Linked DNA regions of Macaca mulatta: region 2 is linked to region 1. The links are chromatin contacts, called in public Hi-C maps. All regions are on one chromosome and are shown on one strand. The core of a region is the stretch at or near the end of the contact, and the rest is flanking DNA. Distances in the headings are between cores, read along the strand shown. Region 1 holds the start of DFFA (DNA fragmentation factor subunit alpha). Region 2 holds the start of CENPS (centromere protein S).

What was found. A called contact is a pair of places that touch in the nucleus more often than the background predicts.
Region 2: a contact with region 1 is called in a Hi-C map of cortical neurons, with 2.9 times the contacts expected there. The contact joins the promoter of CENPS here to the promoter of DFFA in region 1. A contact is called at or near these places in 2 of 14 Hi-C or Micro-C datasets (cortical neurons and liver).

Annotation. Positions count from the first base shown.
Region 1 is chr1:230,263,215-230,266,598 of T2T-MMU8v2.0, forward strand. DFFA (DNA fragmentation factor subunit alpha) reads left to right here and starts at 1,708. Exons shown (of 6, transcript NM_001260683.1): 1 at 1,708-1,916. The coding sequence starts at 1,781.
Region 2 is chr1:230,305,800-230,309,183 of T2T-MMU8v2.0, forward strand. It overlaps CENPS (centromere protein S), which reads right to left and starts at 1,659. Exons shown (of 6, transcript XM_077974614.1): 1 at 1,500-1,659; 2 at 617-876. The coding sequence starts at 769. It also overlaps a transcript of DFFA not described here.

The DNA.
Region 1 (3,384 bases), core at 458-2,957:
CCCACGCCCAGGCCAAACACACACACAATTACAGTATTGTGGGGATAGGACTCAGATAAGAGTGCAGGTCTATTGCAAGAACACACAAAAGGCATTTTGAAGAGAAGAGGCTTCTACAAAACGTCATTATTTTACTCTGGTTGAATTGTTAGATTTTTTTTTAATTGTTGGATTTTAAATTAAATATTGGACAGGAGCAGTGGCTCACACCTGTAATCTCAACACTTTAGGAGGCCAAGGCAGGAGCATCCCTTGGGCCCAGGAGGTTGAGGCTGCAGTGAGCTATGATTATGCTACTGCACTCCAGCCTTGGCGACAGAGCGAGACTTTGTCTAAAAATAAGATAAGAAAATTAAAAACGAAATTATATGAAAAAGGATACCTACATTAGAGTTAACCGCCAGCTCCTATTATAGTTGTGTTTTGATCAATATAGACTGCTTAAAAGGCATGACTTAATTAATAATTCCTCCTACTAAACGCTGTTTTAAATGCCTAAACTTTTCTTGAGATAAATATCTAATTTCCTCTCCCACGTTTTTTTTTTGTTTGTTTGTTTTTGTTTTTGTTTTTGTTTGAGACGAAGTCTTGCTCCTGACGCCCAGGCTGGAGTGCAGTGGTGCGATCTCGGCTCACTGCAACCTCCGCCTCCCGGGTTCAAGCGATTCACCTGCCTCAGCCTTCCAAGTAGCTGGGACTACAGACGTGCGCCATCACGGCCGGCTAATTTTTGTATTTTTAGTAGAGACGGGGTTTCACCATGTTGGCCAAGCTGGTCTCAAACTGCTGACTTCAGACCATCTGTCCGCCTCGGCCTCCCAAAGTGCTGAGATTACAGGGGTAAGCCGCCGCCCCCGGGGCCCTCACCCACGTTTTCATAAACAAAATATGAGGTGGGAGGATGGCTTGAGCCCAGGAGATCAAAACTGCAGTGAGCCATCATCGCGCCACTGCACTCCAGCCTGGGAGACAGAGCAAAACGCTGTCTCAAAAAAAGAAAAAAAAACAAGGAAGGAAACTGTCCCCCGAATGAATAAATATGAGCAGATAATTACTTCTAGTTTACATAAAATGCCCTCTTTTAAGAGAGGAACTTTTTGATCATTTTTATTACTATTCGTTTATCTTAGATGTTAATTTTTCAGGAAGAAAAAAACAAACTTTTCCGTAGTAGCAATATTAAAACAAAGATGAGTATGTTGTCAAGAGGCATCTGAACAATCTCCAGCAGTGCCGAGGTTCGCATTTCCCCTTTCCTCTCCGATGCATTTGAGACTTTAATGCTTACTATGTTTATTTAAGCATTTTATTCTGAGACCCCAAACTAATTTGCACAGTTGAAGCAGGAAATAGAATGGGTGGAAACATGCAGGTGTCTGTTATTAGCATCATGCATCTCATATGCGAATAGAAATGCTCTAAAAATTCAATACCGTATACAGGCATGTGCATCGTCATGCAAAATAAGTCTCTATTGGCCTTATTTTTGAATGCGCGAATGCAGCTCCTAAATACGAGGTAAAAACAACTCCTAGGCTGAATCGCGCGATAGAACGAAAGCAGCTTTAAACCCAGAGACTACAGTTTCCGGCATGCCTCGACGCCACATGTGATTAGCGGCAACTAGAACTACATCTTCCGGCGTGCCCTGGTCTCACGTGTGATTTCCTGCGGAGCAAACTACATCTCCCGGCAGGCTGCGGAAGGGGGTCGAGTAGGAGGGCCGCCGCTCCCGCCTCCCGCGGCTTCTGGAAGCCGGGCAGGTCCCACTTTGGAGAGGATGGAAGTGACCGGGGACGCCGGGGTACCAGAATCTGGCGAGATCCGGACTCTAAAGCCGTGTCTGCTGCGCCGCAACCACAGCCGCGAACAGCACGGCGTGGCCGCCTCCTGCCTCGAAGACCTGAGGAGCAAGGGTTGGCTCGGGACCCCGGGCGAGGGGGTGGGGGAGCCGGGGCCGGGAGAGGACGTCCGGCGGGGGCGAGGCGGGGTCAGGAGAGGCGACTTGGGGATTCCTGTAGCTCGGGTGGAGCCTTGGAACAGAAATGGTCCAGGTAGGCTTAGCGATTTACAGATTTCAGGCGCTTGAGCGTAATTAATCTCGTGTGAGACTCCACAGTGGTGGGAAGAGAGCCAGGAAGCAAAGTGCACATTAAGCCAAACTCGGCTTAGGTCTCTTGCCTGAAATCACTTAGTTGTTGGACCAAGAGGAGCCCATTGGGTTCCTGCCACTCCGGCACACTCGGGTGGTACAAGAACCCCCAGCTGAGCCCACGGCGGGGTGGGGAGGGGTTTCCACCTTCCGCTCTGGCAGGAACCTATGCGGGAAAGAGGGAGCTGCTACTGACCATTTCTGGAGGTCCAGACAAGGAACGTGAGTTGTAAGTGACGGAGCCGACTGAAGTTCCGAGCCCGGCCCCATACCTTTACCAGCTGCTTGGCCTTGCAGTTAACCGTCTCTCAACCCTCAGTTTTCTCATCAGCAAACTGGGTATAATATTTACAGCCCTGCTTCAAAGGATTGTTGCTTCTCTCAAATAAGCTGATATATTTAAGTGACTCGCAAGTCTTATTAGCCGGTAGCAACAAATTGCTTACCTAAAGAAGTTTGACAGGTTAAATGTGTGAGCCAGCCCCAGGCATGTAGTCACAGTGTGTGTCAGAGGGGACAGTTGCTTACTCTCAGTCACCAACAGAGACCATATGGAAATTTTCAGAGGCCCATGAACAGCGAATGCATTATAAATGCTTTGGTGACATGGATTTTGCATATAAGCATTTATGTATGTTTTTCCTGACATTAGATTACTTCTAATTCCCCTTCAGTGCCTTGGCTGGATGTGCGTGGCACAGAGGCTCGTGTTCTCTGCAGCCCAGCCCATACATGCCTTGCTGTTCTATTGGGTGGCAGACAACACCGCTGAAGGATATTTGTAGTCTCTTGGCTATTTCTGCCCACTCCAGTCTCGTTAGTATTTGAAGCATTGCTATCACTAAATGGGATAGCACAGACCTGTCCTGGAGAAAACCTCTCGGCCAATGATAATATGAAAAGCTACTGATAGAAGCTTCCACTTCTTTTATACTTTCCCATAGGTTAAAAAAGAAGCTGCTAAGGAAGATATTGTGAAGAACAAAAAGCATTTTCTTTTTTTTTTTTTTTTTTTTTTGAGACGGAGTCTCGCTCTGTCGCCCAGGCTGGAGTGCAGTGGCGCAATCTCAGCTCACTGCAAGCTCCGCCTCCCGCCTTCACGCCGTTCTCCTGCCTCAGCCTCCCGAGTAGCTGGGACTACAGGTGCCCGCCACTGCGCACGGCTAATTTTTTCTATTTTTTTTAGTAGAGACGGAGTTTCACCATGGTCTCGATCTCCTGACCTTGTGATC
Region 2 (3,384 bases), core at 409-2,908, 43 kb after region 1:
GAGACAAGATGAGTAAATGGAACGCGCCATCCTTAACGGAATCCTGAAGGAAAAAAGACAGTTAAAAGAAACATCTTTAGGACAAGTGGGGGCACGTGACCATGGATTGCACGTTCAACAGCGTTTCATCAATATTAAACTTCCTGAGTGGGATAATTTATGGAGATGATGTAGGAGAATGCCTTGTTCTTTTTTTTTCTTTTTTTTTGAGATGGAGTCTCGCTCTGTTACCCAGGCTAGAGTGCAAAGGTGCGATCTCGGCTCACCGAAACCTCCGCCTCCCGGGTTCAAGCAATTCCCCTGCCTCAACATCCCAAGCAGCTGCGATTACAGGCGCCCACCACCACACTCGTCTAATTTTTGTACTTTTAGTTGAGAGGCGGTTTCCATGTTGGCCAGTCTGGTCTCGAACTCCTGACCTCAAGTGATCTGCCCACCTCGGCCTCCCAAAGTTCTGGGATTACAGGAGTGAGCCACCGCGCCCAACCAATGCCTTGTTTTTGGGAGATGTGTACTAAAGAATTAAAATCTAAAGGCGAACTGTCAAAATATCTGCAATTAATTCTCCAATCAGGGAGGAAAAAAAGCAAGAGAGCAAACAGAGCAAAATGCTAACTAGTGGTGAATCGAGGTGACGGGCATCTAGGCGTTCTGTACCATGTTCTTGCAACTTTTCTGAAGGTTTGAACTTCTCAAAATACAAGGGACAGGGTAGACAGCTGCTACAATGTAACTTTGTAGAGAGGAAACTCCCGCGTCTGGAGCTCATTCCCGCGTTTCTTCAATTCGTCTTTAAAGTCGCCACTCCGGGTCTTGCTTTTCGCCTCTTCACAGCACAGTAAGGTTCTCAGCCTCTGCCGCCCAGTATGCCCCGCGCTGATAAAAGGAAAGAATGGGATGCCTGCAGCTACCCTAACAGGTGGTTATTCTTACGACGATTTTGCAGAGAAGAAAATTGCATTTGGGCCGAGTCGGTACGATCACAAGTTGGCGCGGCGGAGATTCGAACCCACATCTAAGGACGAGCTCTGGTCCTGACTGGTCCGCACCGCGTCCCTGCATCTGTAACGAGGGGTCGACCCCTCCAGCAGCGTTCCAGAGCTCCTGCCGGAACCGCGCACCGCGCTACGGGCGTCACCTCGAGTGTCTCTAATGCCGACGTTCCACCCTCACAACAACCCCATCTGAGAAGGGGAAACCGAGGCTTCATCGCAAAGCCAGAAGGTGGCCTCTCCCCGCTGGACCCCGGAGCCCGCGCACTCCCCTAAAACCGCTTCCTCCCCAGCCCGCGCAGGCCAGGGTCCAGCCGCGTTGCCGCGGAAACCGCTTCCCAGCACCACCCGCGGCAGTTGAGCCGACGCAGGCGCAGCAGCAGCCGCGGGGGACGCCGGGGGCGTGGGGGCCCCGATGAGAGGCCAACTTGGGCTTCGGTGTCCTTTTCTGTCCTGAAACTCGACGCCGTCCTGCCCCAGCCCAGCCCGACCACCGTTTTCCTGTACCTGTTGGTAAGAGAATCGCTGCTGCTCCTCGGTCTCCGCCTCCTCCTCCATTATTGCGTGCTGAACCTGGGCAAATGCAGGAAGTCCGAGAAGGGGCGGTGGTGCGCGGCCAGGTCGGATATTCCCGCCGCGGCGCGAACGACGGGCTGCGCGGGCGGACAAAGTACGCAGCTCCGCCCTGCCTCGCGCGCCCCCTGGCGGCGCTCCGTTGAGAGAACTCCGCCGTCGGCCTCCAGCCAGCCCCCTGCTCAGGTTTCTCAACGGAGGTGGCCGGGCGAGGCGGAGACATGACCACCCAGGTCACTGCTGCACCCCAGAGCCTAATTCAGCACCTGGCACAGCGCTGAGCACCACTCTCCGCGAAACACACGTGTGCATAGGTGTGTGCATAGGTGTTCCAGTCTAGTGTAAAGGATGCATAGCCCACGATTTACAGATCATGTAACGCAGTACACATTATCAAGAGCTCCAAGCACCTGTACCTCAGGTGTATCTTGCAAAATCCACCATCAACTTTATCATTCTATCACCAACAATAGCGTCACAAAGTCAGACTACAATGAATGAACGCCCCGTGACCTCATTCAGCGAGTGGAACAGGAACTGCCTTGTTGCCATCGACAGGAGTATAATTCTGACACGAAGGTTACTGCTTTTCCTTTATGTTAACAATGAAGTGAAACCATCAAACCCAATTTTGGTTTGTTTTCATTGTTTTTTGAGAGGCAGGGGTCTCGCTGTGCCGCCCAGGCTGGAGTGCAGTGGCACGACCAAGGCTTACTGTAACCTCCACCTCCTGGGCTCAGGTGATCCTCCCACTCCAGCCTCCCAAGTAGCTGGGACCACAAGCCCGCATCAGCGCACCTGGCTAATTTCTATTTTTTGTGGAGACCAGGTCTCACTATTGTTGCCCAGGCTGGTATCAAACTCCTGGCTTCAAACAATCATCCCACCTCAGCCTCCCAAAGTGCTGGAATTACAGGTGTGAGCCACCATGCCCTGCCTGTATTTCTAGGTTTTTGTTTTGTTTCATTATTTTTTGTTTATTGCTTATATTTCTGTATTCTGCATTTGTCACGAGCGGTGCTACTTTTAGAACGGAAGGAAATCTCATAAAGCCATTCCTGTCTTCCTTTCTCATAGACATCCCTCAAGTTCCCTAAGCTTGCCGAGGGCTGAACCCCAGATCAAAGCTGATTGGAGCAATCAGCCTTCTGAGGACTTTCCTTTGCCCCTGCTCTGTGGGTGGCATCTGGAAATGACAGGCATTTCTCGCCTCTGTCCGCTGCTCCCTGTGGGCATCCCAGTCTACCTGGACAGTCCTCCAGCCCAAGCAGAGGAGGCCTCTGATGAATTTCCCTAGTGGGCAGTGTGGGGCTGGGCAGGGCAGACCATCCAGGGTGAGCCCAAGCCTGCAGCAGGAGAGCAGGCCGGGCGCTGGTTGGTGAGCAGTCCCACTCTAGAGCACACCGTGGCTGCAGAGCCCAGCTCCCTCCCTCGAACCTGGTGACCCCAAGCAAGTCACAGGACCTGGCCAAACTTCATGTCGTCATTTATCAATTGGGGACAGTAGTTCCAACCTCACAAGGCAGGTGTGAGGTTTTGAACAATTGCCTCCCATAAGAGCTAAAGAAATAGTTAACAGTTCGTCCCAGGCAGTTCCTGTGCTTCGTACCTGTGTGTTCCCTCATTTTAAAGCAGTTGCTTCCCAGGATTAAAGAACATTATTCCAGTGACATATGTGCAATACAGAGGCACTTAAGAGTCTCAGAGGCCAGGAGCGGTGGCTTATATCTGTAATTCCTGCACTTTGGGAGGCCGAGGTGGGTAGATCACTTGAGGTCAGGAGTTCGAGACCAACCTGGCCAACATGATGAAACCCCGT